Regions from separate parts of the Mus musculus genome. Here all the other regions are linked to region 1. The links are chromatin contacts, called in public Hi-C and HiChIP or PLAC-seq maps. All regions are on one chromosome and are shown on one strand. Each heading gives the region's core, a stretch centred on a gene start, on an enhancer-like site or on the middle of the called end of the contact. The rest is flanking DNA. Distances are from core to core; before and after follow the strand shown. Region 1 overlaps Cux1 (cut-like homeobox 1). Region 2 has its middle 17 kb from the start of Gm30408. Region 3 overlaps Cux1 (cut-like homeobox 1).

Region 1 (3,093 bases), core at 303-2,802:
ACTTACAGTTCCTGTACCAACAATCTGACTTGGTCTCTGCCTCCAGTTTGTCTCCTTTTCAGTCTGTCTGTCTGCACTCAGTCTTCCCAAGATGCCGTTCTTTCAGTTGTTAGTCCTGATGACAATCTACTCCTAGCACCCTAAATATGCACACTCCTGGGAAGTCTGGTCCTGAATAATAGCACCAGTAATTACCAGGGTCCTAAAAGTCCTGCAGAAAAGAAAGTTACTCAACATGGGTTAGTGTGATACCTAGAATCCCACTGAGCAGAACAGTTTGTCTTTGTTGGTCTGCTCGTGTCCGTCAGTGAGGGATGGCAAACATACATGGTAAATGCAGTCCCTACGGGCTTGGACGACCATTCAGCTTCTGGTGCCTTCTCACCTCTGCTGGAAGAGTGCCTCATACCATATGTAGGTGGTGAGGGGACCCATGGCTTGATGGAATGTTATTTAAAATAAACAAGCGAGCGAGTGGGATACTGATTAGATTTGGCCCTTGGGCTGTGGTTGAAGGAACAGTATGTTCTTTACCTGGGGAACTTGTTAGAAATCCTCAAGTCCTAGGCCAGCACGATGTGCACTGCCACAGCTTCCCCGTGGAGCTGACTTTGCTGTGCTGTGTGTTTCTCTGCTTACTTACTGTGTGGGTTGTTGAGTCCCTGCTGCTGTCACTATGTTCTCTGTGGAGGTGTCAGCCCCACAATGTGTATGGAGCCCTAGCCACCAATCTTGATCTGTTAGTTTCCTTGTCGCCACACCACAGCCATCTGTACACACCTGACTGTGTGTAGTGTCACGCTCCTGTGTGTTCTGTTGCCTGCTGCCTTTCCTCTGTGCTCATGGCTCTGCAGCTGGACATCGTACCCACCTCCATGTTTCTGCATCTGCCGAAGTGCATGCTGACCATGAATGATAATATCGGTACTATTAGCACTTGAGGAAGCAGAAGAACTGAGCTGTGAGCTCTTGTGCCTGTGGTCTGTGGTCCACATGCTGTGTGATTCTGTGTAAGAAGGAGTGGGGAAGTGGAGTCAGCACCTCGGGGTTCCTGATTTTCCATGGTTCTCAGAAGTGCTCGTGGTGGGAGGCCTTGCAGCCGTTTCCTCTCCTTACTCCACTCTGACTCAAGGATTGATTGATGTTTGGAAATTGTGACTCATCTTGTTAGGGAAGGAACAGGAAATTTTCTTCTCCCCCACCCCCCTTCCCTTCAAATAGGTAATAAATAAAGGCAGCTGACATCACACTTGGTGCAGTGGGGAACCTTCAAGTACAGGGCTGGTTTTCACAATCAGACACTTCTTGCAGGAAAATACCAGAAGGAAACTTCTCTCTGTGTTTTTGCCCAGCCTTCTTAGTAAACTTGCAGAGTTGTCGTGTGGGTTTGTACCCTTCTTGGGAAGATCTTCAGGGAAACTCATGCTATGCAAGTGAGGCTCATCTCCTTTCTCCTTTAGGAAGAGATGTGGGAGTGGGCCACACTGCTCTGAGTTTCCAAGTGAATACACAGAGTGGTGAGTAATGATGGTTTAAACTGGTGCACGGTGAGAGAATGAGATGGTCCAGGTTTACATCATGAACTAAATACAGATTATCTGGACTCTAGGCTGAGGCTCAGGCTGGTGCCAGGGTGCTGTCGACTGTAGCTCTATTTTGTCTCACAGCATCAAGTAAAGTAGATGCCGTTTGCTTTTAGGAGTCACCTTCTGGGGTCTGAGGAAATAGCTCAATGCATATGAGCTGTGACTGTTTAGCATGAAGACCCAGTTTGCATCGATAGCACTCACACTGAACAAAGAATGTAGACATGCTTATCTCAGTGTTTGTGAGGGGTGGGCGAGATAGGAGGGTCTCTGGGGCTTGCTGATGGTAGCCTAGCTCTAGGCTCAATGCCACCACCCTGTTTGAAAGGAATGAGACAGAGCATGATAGAGCAGAATACCTAACATCTTTTCTTTTCTGGGCACATGTATGGGAAGACAGACAGACAGACAGACACACACACACACAATGTTCTCATATCACTTTAGGGTTGGAATGCTCAAGTGTCTTACTTCTTGATTGTAACTTGGTAACTCTGGAAAATAAGAAACATTTCAAATTGTGACTCAAAGTGAGGCCTCAATAAATGGTGGCCATTGGAATTATTTTATTATTGCCATCCTTGTACTTGCCAGGCTTGATATCCAGTGTGTCACAAGAGGACTGACTGCTTTACTGGGGTTTGCATCACCTGCTGGGGTTTAGATAGGTGCTCTGCCATTAAGCTATACCTCCAAGGCCTCCAATGGGGGATTCTAGGCAGGGGCTCTACTACTGAGCCACGCCCCCAGCCCCCCCATCACTGGGGGGGGATTCTAGGCAGGGGCTCTACTACTGAGCCACGCCCCAGCCCCTCACTGGGGGATTCTAGGCAGGTGCTCTACCACTGAGCCACGCCCCCAGCCCCTCACTGGGGGATTCTAGGTAGGGACTCTACTACTGAGCCACGCCCCCAGCCCTCCCATCACTGGGGGGGGGATTCTAGGCAGGGGCTCTACTACTGAGCCACCCCTCACCCCCCGGTCTTGCTGTATATAGCCGCCTCATGATGCTCACTGGTACTATTTTGTCTCCATTTTTGATAGGAGGACACTATGGCATAAACATTTGCAGAATTACTTGTGTCTGCCCACATACTGATCTATCCACTGTGTACCTTGCATAACAATGATAAGCAACAATCTATATGCTCCATGGTCTCCCATGATGCTGTGGATGGGAGTCTCACCAAATAGAAGGTGAGATTGCACAGAAATACTTGAACATAGATGTTAAAATGAAATATTCCAGTCAGAAGCTGGAGGTATGGCTTAGTTGTAGAGCACCTGTCTAGACTCTTACAGTGGGAGGGCTGGGGGTGTGGCTCATCAGTGGAAAGCTGGCTAGCATGCAAGAGGCCCTGAGTTCAGCCTCCATTTCAACACTGAAAAAAAATGTAAAGAGAGAAATAGAGCCAATATGGTGGGTAGAAGTCAATGTCTTCACCTCCTCATCTCTTAGCATAATATGTGCCACACGGAGCCCCGTTTTGAAATGAGGCTTGTCATA
Region 2 (3,093 bases), core at 187-2,686, 200 kb after region 1:
CCACTGTAGGCACGTTGCCAGCTCTCCAGGAATAGGCTTTATACTGCCTTCTCTAAGGATAAGTGGGTCTGAATCAAATTAGAGGCTTTAATGCAGTGGTTCTCAGCCCCCCTGGAGGTCGCATATCAGATAACCTGCATATCAGATACATCATATTCGGGACAGTAGCAATATTACAGTTATGAGGTGACAATGAAATCATGTTATGGTTGGGGGTCACCACAACATGAGGATCTGTATTAAAGGGTCGCAGCATAAGAAAGGTTAAGAACCATTAAGGCTTAATAAGATGCTCTGAGAAAGTACAGTTACAGATAGATATACAGGGAGGGAGTGTGGAGTAGGGCAGTATATACAAGAGAACTGTCTGTATGCATTCTGTCCACTGCATTTGACAGAACATCTCAGGGGCTGGCCAGCACTGGTGAGAGGACAAAACCCATTGGTCCCATGGTTCACCATGGTTCCCATAAGGTGGCAGAGAGCTGGGTCTGCCATTACTAAGCCATTCTAGGAGCATGTAGGGCCAGAAATGGTGGGGCTACAGGTGTGGCTCAGCAGCAGAGCACTTCCTCAGGATTCTCCAGTGAGGGACCACAGGCTCAGTGGTAGAGCCCCTGCCTAGAATCCCCCAGTGAGGCTGGGGCAGGACTCAGTAGTTGAGAGTTTGTTTAGCATATTTGAGGCCCTACATTCAATTCCCAGGACTGCCAGCCTAAGATGCAATAGAAGACAGCAATGACTAAGGCTTTGTCTGAACCACTGCTAGATAGCTACAAAGAGTTGGCCAGGACACATAGGGCCAAGAAGCAGAGGCTGGTACTGGAGAAAGCAGATACCAGGAGGAAAGAGAAGCAAGTTCAAGTTCAGACCTTCTAAGACTGAGATACATGTTAAATACCAAACTGAAGGCCACTATGAGTCTGAGGTCAGCTGAGTAAGACCCTGTCTCAGAGACAGACAAATGGACAAGGGAGCTATACAACAGATAACCCCAGGCATATAGATAAGGTCTATGATAACCAGCAGTGATAAGAAAGAAAGAGTGTGTGAGACCTTTGCCCGAGTAGCACTCAGAACTTAGCCGAGAGCAACAGCAACCAGGCCTCCTGGGGAGCGGCTGGCAGAGTTGAGTACCTGGTGCTCACTGCTGATGCAAGATGCTGATGCAACTTAGCCATAGACAGGGCTTGTGAGTGGTAAGGTAGTGTACAGCAGAGTCCAGTTGGTGATCTTAAGGAGATAGGCATTGGAGAGTAGACAGGTCCCTTTAGTGGGACCAATGGGGGCGATTTGTTAAGGGCATTTAACAAGCACACTGGGGCATTTGCAGGCAAAATAACTTGGTAGGCATTCCTCAGTGTTCATGAGGCCTTGTAGATTCAAGGTAAAGGCGACCACAATGTGCATTGATTAGCTACCCCACCCCCACCCCACCCCTACCTGGCCTGCAGGAAGCTAATTTAACACAGCAGAGTCCCCTGCCATCAGAATAGCCATGACTACAGCACTATGCCTCTCTGATCCTACTGTGATAACGTTCTTGCACTTGACCAATCTGCAGCCTCCTTGTGTCTTGATTCTATTCCCCATTTTTATTTTTATTTTTATTTTGTGGCGCTAGAGATGGAGCCATGAGCCTTGTGGGTGCTAGGCAAGTCACATCCCTAACCTCTCGCTAAGGGCTTCTACACAAGTGTCCTATGGCCGAGCTACAACTCCAGCTCTCCGTCAGTGGGGAATTCCAGGTCACAGGCTCTATCACTGAGCCACACCCCCAGGCCCCCAATGGATTAGGGGTTGGGAGAAAGATTCTAAGCAAACACTGACTGCTCTAGCCGTGCTATAGCCTTGGTTAGCCCTTGTTTTATTTGAGACAGGGTCTCACTGTGTAGCCCTGGCTGGCCAGGACCTCGCAACCCTGCTACACTATGATTACAAGTGTGATATATCACACTCAACCCTTCATGCCTCTGCTTTATATCAGAGTCTGGCCTCCTTAGGTCCCAGCCTTGATAGTATTCCTCTTTCTTTACCTCTGTGAAATGTACATCCTTAGGAAGCCCTTCCAGATTCTTCCAGGAGACGAGGTTCCACAGACCCTTGTAGGGGGTAGGAAGTCAGCCTTCCCCCCCCCCAACCCACCCCCCCGACAGGCCCTCATCACACTCTACCCAGTATACTCCTTGCTTCCCAGCACCTTCTTGCTCAGGAATGCTACCCACCACTGGACACCAACTCTCTCCTGTCACTGCAGATGTGCAAAGCTCTTCTTCTACATTCTGGCTGGTCTGAGCTCCCTGTGTGAACCAAACCATACCCTTGCCAACAGCTCTCCAGCCCTCAGCTCAAGACACCACGCCCTCTCTTTATTCATGGGCTGTCCCCCTACCACTGGGCCTGAACATACTCCCTCCAAGAGTTCACACCTCACCTACCATTCTTGAGTCTTTGCCTTTCCCCGCCACACTGCCTTCAGCCACCCTAAGCCAGGGTCTCTCCAGCCTCCATGTGTAATCTCAGATCCCCAGATCCAAGGACTCCCTAGCCAATCACAGGTGCTTCACCCTTCACGAGCCATGCTGAGCTGCTGCCCACACCTTCCCCATGTGAGGGTTCCAGCTTCATATACTTCCTCTCCTGAGGTCAAACGCCCCTCCTACTGTCGCCCTGAAGTTGACCTGCCCAAGTCAGAGAGTTTGCCCAAGGTCATGAACTCCCTAGAGAGAAAGCCTAGAATTCCAGCTCAGGACCTTCCCTTCCTGACACATGGCCAAAGCACGTTGGTATACATGCCCCTGCCTCCAACCAACAAGGCAGGCTCAGCCATCATTCTCTCTAAGTAAGATCCAGCAGGGTGCTGTACAAGTTACTTTCCTCATTGCTACAACAAAATACCAGACAAAAGGAACTTAAGGGAGGAGTGTATTTGGGCTCAGAGTCTAATCCTTCATAGCAGAGGAGACATGGCGTCAGAGAGAGATGAGTGTTGGCGCTCAGCTCATTTTCTCCTTTTCATGCAGAGTGAGACACCAGGCCATGGGATGGCACTGCCCACATTCAGGGTGGGTCTTCCCTCTTCGGTCAACACGG
Region 3 (3,093 bases), core at 308-2,807, 170 kb after region 1:
AGAACAGTGTGTCACTTCTTCAGTAGTGGGGAATGCAAAGGGATAGTCCTCCTGCTTGCTAGGTATACACCTTTATGTCTGCTGACCTTGTGTAGCATGCATGCATGCAGGGAGCTGTTGAGTGCACCAACAGGAGAAGGACTAGCAGCTGCTTGGTGAGATCTCACTCCCAGACAGCAGGCAGCCCTGTGCTGTCTGTTAGGGGGGCAGCCATGATTTTGACCTTGTTGTGGGTTAAAGGACACAAACCTAGGAGAAATCTGTTTATCATGCTTGGGACGCATGCTATTCTTGACAGTAGTCAGTGAGTAAGATGGATGATCTGCCAAATGGGCCCTCGCATGGGTGAGTCAGGGCGAGTTTACAGTACAATCTTTTGCTGCTTCCACACACAAACAACATTTGCTAGGTTTTAGACCCTGTTGTCTGGTGACCCAGGGGTGAGTGGAGAAAAGAAATCTGATTTACAGGATTCATACTGCCTTAAAGATGGATACAGGCCATTTCTGCCCCCATACCCATCTCTTTTACATGTCTCACAAAGCAGTTCAGTTGTTTTCTTAACCTGATTTTTCCAGGCCGAGCTTTATGAGATAGTGGGACTTTTTACCAATTTGAGAGCATTACACAGGCTTATTGGATTCAATTGTGGTTCTGTTTCAGGTTTTGTTCTTTCTAGGTGCTCATATAAAAAAAAAAAAAAACTTGTATTTTTAATATATGTCCTACTCCCTGGATACAGGAGAGGTTATTAGCCCAAATGTCTAGAAAATATTCTATGAGGCTTGGGGAAGCAGCTTAGTGATAAAAGCATTGGCTGCCTAAGTGTGAGGACCTGAGTTTAAACCCCCAGCACCCACATAAAAAGCCAGATGTAACTGCATGCCTACTGTAAGCCCCATGCTTGGAGAGGCAAATACAAGAGGATCAGTGGGACTTCCAGGCCTCCAGTATAGCTCCAGGTACAGTGAGAGACCCTGTCTCAAGAGAATAAGATAATGAATGATAGAGCAGGGTACCTGAGCCTCCTCTGGCCTCTGTATGATTGTGTATACCTGCACATACACACACATACATGTATCATACTCATTATTCATATGTGTATGCCATAAACTGGAAGTAAAGTCTTCCTTCTTGCTATGTTTTATTCAGATAACAGTGTTTTCTTTTTTGTTGTCTGGTTATTTATTGGTTTGGCTTTTCATAACAATAGATATAAAATTCAGAGCACTAAACATGCTCAGCAGGTGCTCTGCTACTATACCACACCCTCAGCCAAGGCAACAGTATTTTGGGCTACCTGCAACTGTGCTGAAAGTGTTCCTGAGGGACCTGTTACAGCTTGAGGGAGCAGCAAACAAGAGACGACACAGAAGGTCCTGCCTTTGGACTCTAGCCAACATCACCAGTCAGTCATCTATTAGCCACTAGAGGAAATAGCTATAAATAAGAGCATTTCAATACAATTATCATCACTCAGGTATGCTGTAACCACACCTTGCCTGGCCCCTCACACGTGGCCCTCTGGTGTATTAGCCTCAGTGGAAGAAAGGGAAGAGGGTGTGCCAAACACAGAATGAGACCACAGGCTGGGTCTGTGGACAGGAGTCCTCACACTTCCTTCTCCAGGCTCTCTCACTGTGTCTTTGGAGATTAGGATATGACCAGTCTTTATTCTAGTGCCCTCACACCAGGCTCAAGGCAGTGTGCCAAGCTTCACAGGTGATACTTAGGTGAAGTGGGGCCATTGCTTGCTGTGTTAGTTTTGTTGTTACTGTGACAAGGTGCCGGATGGAAGCGACTTAAAGAAAGTTTATTCTGGCTCATGGATCCAGAGGATACTGCCCATCATGGCAGGGAGGTTACGGCAGCAGGAGTGTGAGCTGCTCACGTGGCATCCACAGTCAGGAAGCAGAGCGAGGTGAATGCTGGCACTCAGCTCACCTTCTCCCTTTTCTGCAGTCGGGACCCCAGCCGGTGGAATGGAATTGTCCACATGCAGAGAGCATCTTCCCACAGCAGTTACTCAGCCTAGAAACCTCACGGGCATGCCCGAGGCTGGTCCCCTCAGAGACTCTGCCTCCTCTCACACTCAGCTGGAGAACAGATGGAGCACTTCCCACTGGGCACCTTCAATGACTCCCAACAAGGCCCAGGCTGTCCTAAAGGAACACATGATTCCTGATGGTCCCCACACCAGTTTCTTTCTGGTGCCAGTCACAGTGTGGTCTAGATGAGCAAAGAGCTTGATTTTCTAAAGCAAACAAGACCCACACGCCCCATGGGTTGATGTGCAACAGGCAGGCCACCTTTCTTTGTATCCTTCATCCACTAGTCTCAGCACCTCTCTGGTAACCTCACAAAAAAGCATTCTGATCCTAAGGCTTGAGTCTCCCTGGACCACCAGAGACCAACAGCTAAGGCACTGGGTTCAAGAGTCTTTGTAACCAGATGACCATCCTGGCTTATAGGCAACCCTTGCCTAGAATGATCTGTCCATTCCTGCATATGCATGTAGAAGCCAGAGGTCACCTTTGCCTCCCATTCCACAAGCGCCACCCTCACCAAGTATGCCAAGCTGACTGGCCAGTGAGCCTCAAGGGTCAGCCTGTCTCTTCCTTCCCAGTGCTGGGATTGCAAGCATGGGATTTACAATGCCTGACTTTTTACATGGGTTCTAAGGATAGCACTCAGATCCCCATACTTGCAAGGAAACACTTCACCTACTGAGCTATCTCTCCACCTACTGAGCTATCTCTCCACCTACTGAGCTATCTCTCCACCTCCTGTCCATATTTTTGTTCTGGAAAATATAGAGGAAATAATCACATATTAGACCCCCAGTCCCTCTGAATTACCAGAATCATGGGGTTTGATTAGAACAAATCATAGCAGTCATAATGACATTTTTTTTTAGCAAAATGCCCTGATATTAAGCCTTCAGAAACCTTTTATTTGAACCTTTAGTTGATTTTTTTTTTGTCTTTGTTGGTGTTATTTTTGTTCCTTTAATGCAGAAAAATTAGAGGTTACACTTAATGAAAAAAATGGCAAAATAACACAGTCCCAAGGTCTACGACGGTCCCCTTCTGG

What was found. Hi-C and Micro-C count contacts between places; a contact is called where the count stands out from the background. HiChIP or PLAC-seq counts read pairs in DNA pulled down with a chosen protein or histone mark.
Region 2: a contact with region 1 is called in a Hi-C map of female germline stem cell-derived STRA8 germ cells, with 2.8 times the contacts expected there. The contact joins two enhancer-like sites. A contact is called at or near these places in 4 of 484 Hi-C or Micro-C datasets (embryonic fibroblasts, female germline stem cell-derived STRA8 germ cells, nephron progenitors and 1 more) and 1 of 9 other capture datasets (embryonic stem cells).
Region 3: an HNF4G HiChIP or PLAC-seq map of pancreatic cancer cells shows a contact between it and region 1. The contact joins two enhancer-like sites. A contact is called at or near these places in 1 of 15 datasets of contacts at CTCF or cohesin (the NIH/3T3 cell line), 6 of 484 Hi-C or Micro-C datasets (the N1E-115 cell line, cerebral cortex, embryonic fibroblasts and 2 more) and 2 of 115 datasets of contacts at active chromatin or transcription factors (heart atrium and pancreatic cancer cells).

Annotation. Positions count from the first base shown.
Region 1 is chr5:136,456,675-136,459,767 of GRCm38.p6, reverse strand. All of the region lies in intron 2 of Cux1 (cut-like homeobox 1), which reads left to right. Among named protein-coding and RNA genes, the nearest start is that of Gm16599, 65 kb to the right of the region's middle. Within about 2 kb of position 1,552, at least 124 of the 459 cell types and tissues checked have an H3K27ac peak or open chromatin away from gene starts, as enhancers often do. A contact at or near this core is called in pancreatic cancer cells, where this site is marked.
Region 2 is chr5:136,260,449-136,263,541 of GRCm38.p6, reverse strand. It overlaps a transcript of Cux1 not described here. Among named protein-coding and RNA genes, the nearest start is that of Gm30408, 17 kb to the right of the region's middle. Within about 2 kb of position 1,436, at least 8 of the 459 cell types and tissues checked have an H3K27ac peak or open chromatin away from gene starts, as enhancers often do.
Region 3 is chr5:136,287,160-136,290,252 of GRCm38.p6, reverse strand. All of the region lies in intron 19 of Cux1 (cut-like homeobox 1), which reads left to right. Among named protein-coding and RNA genes, the nearest start is that of Gm30408, 43 kb to the right of the region's middle. Within about 2 kb of position 1,557, at least 14 of the 459 cell types and tissues checked have an H3K27ac peak or open chromatin away from gene starts, as enhancers often do. A contact at or near this core is called in pancreatic cancer cells, where this site is marked.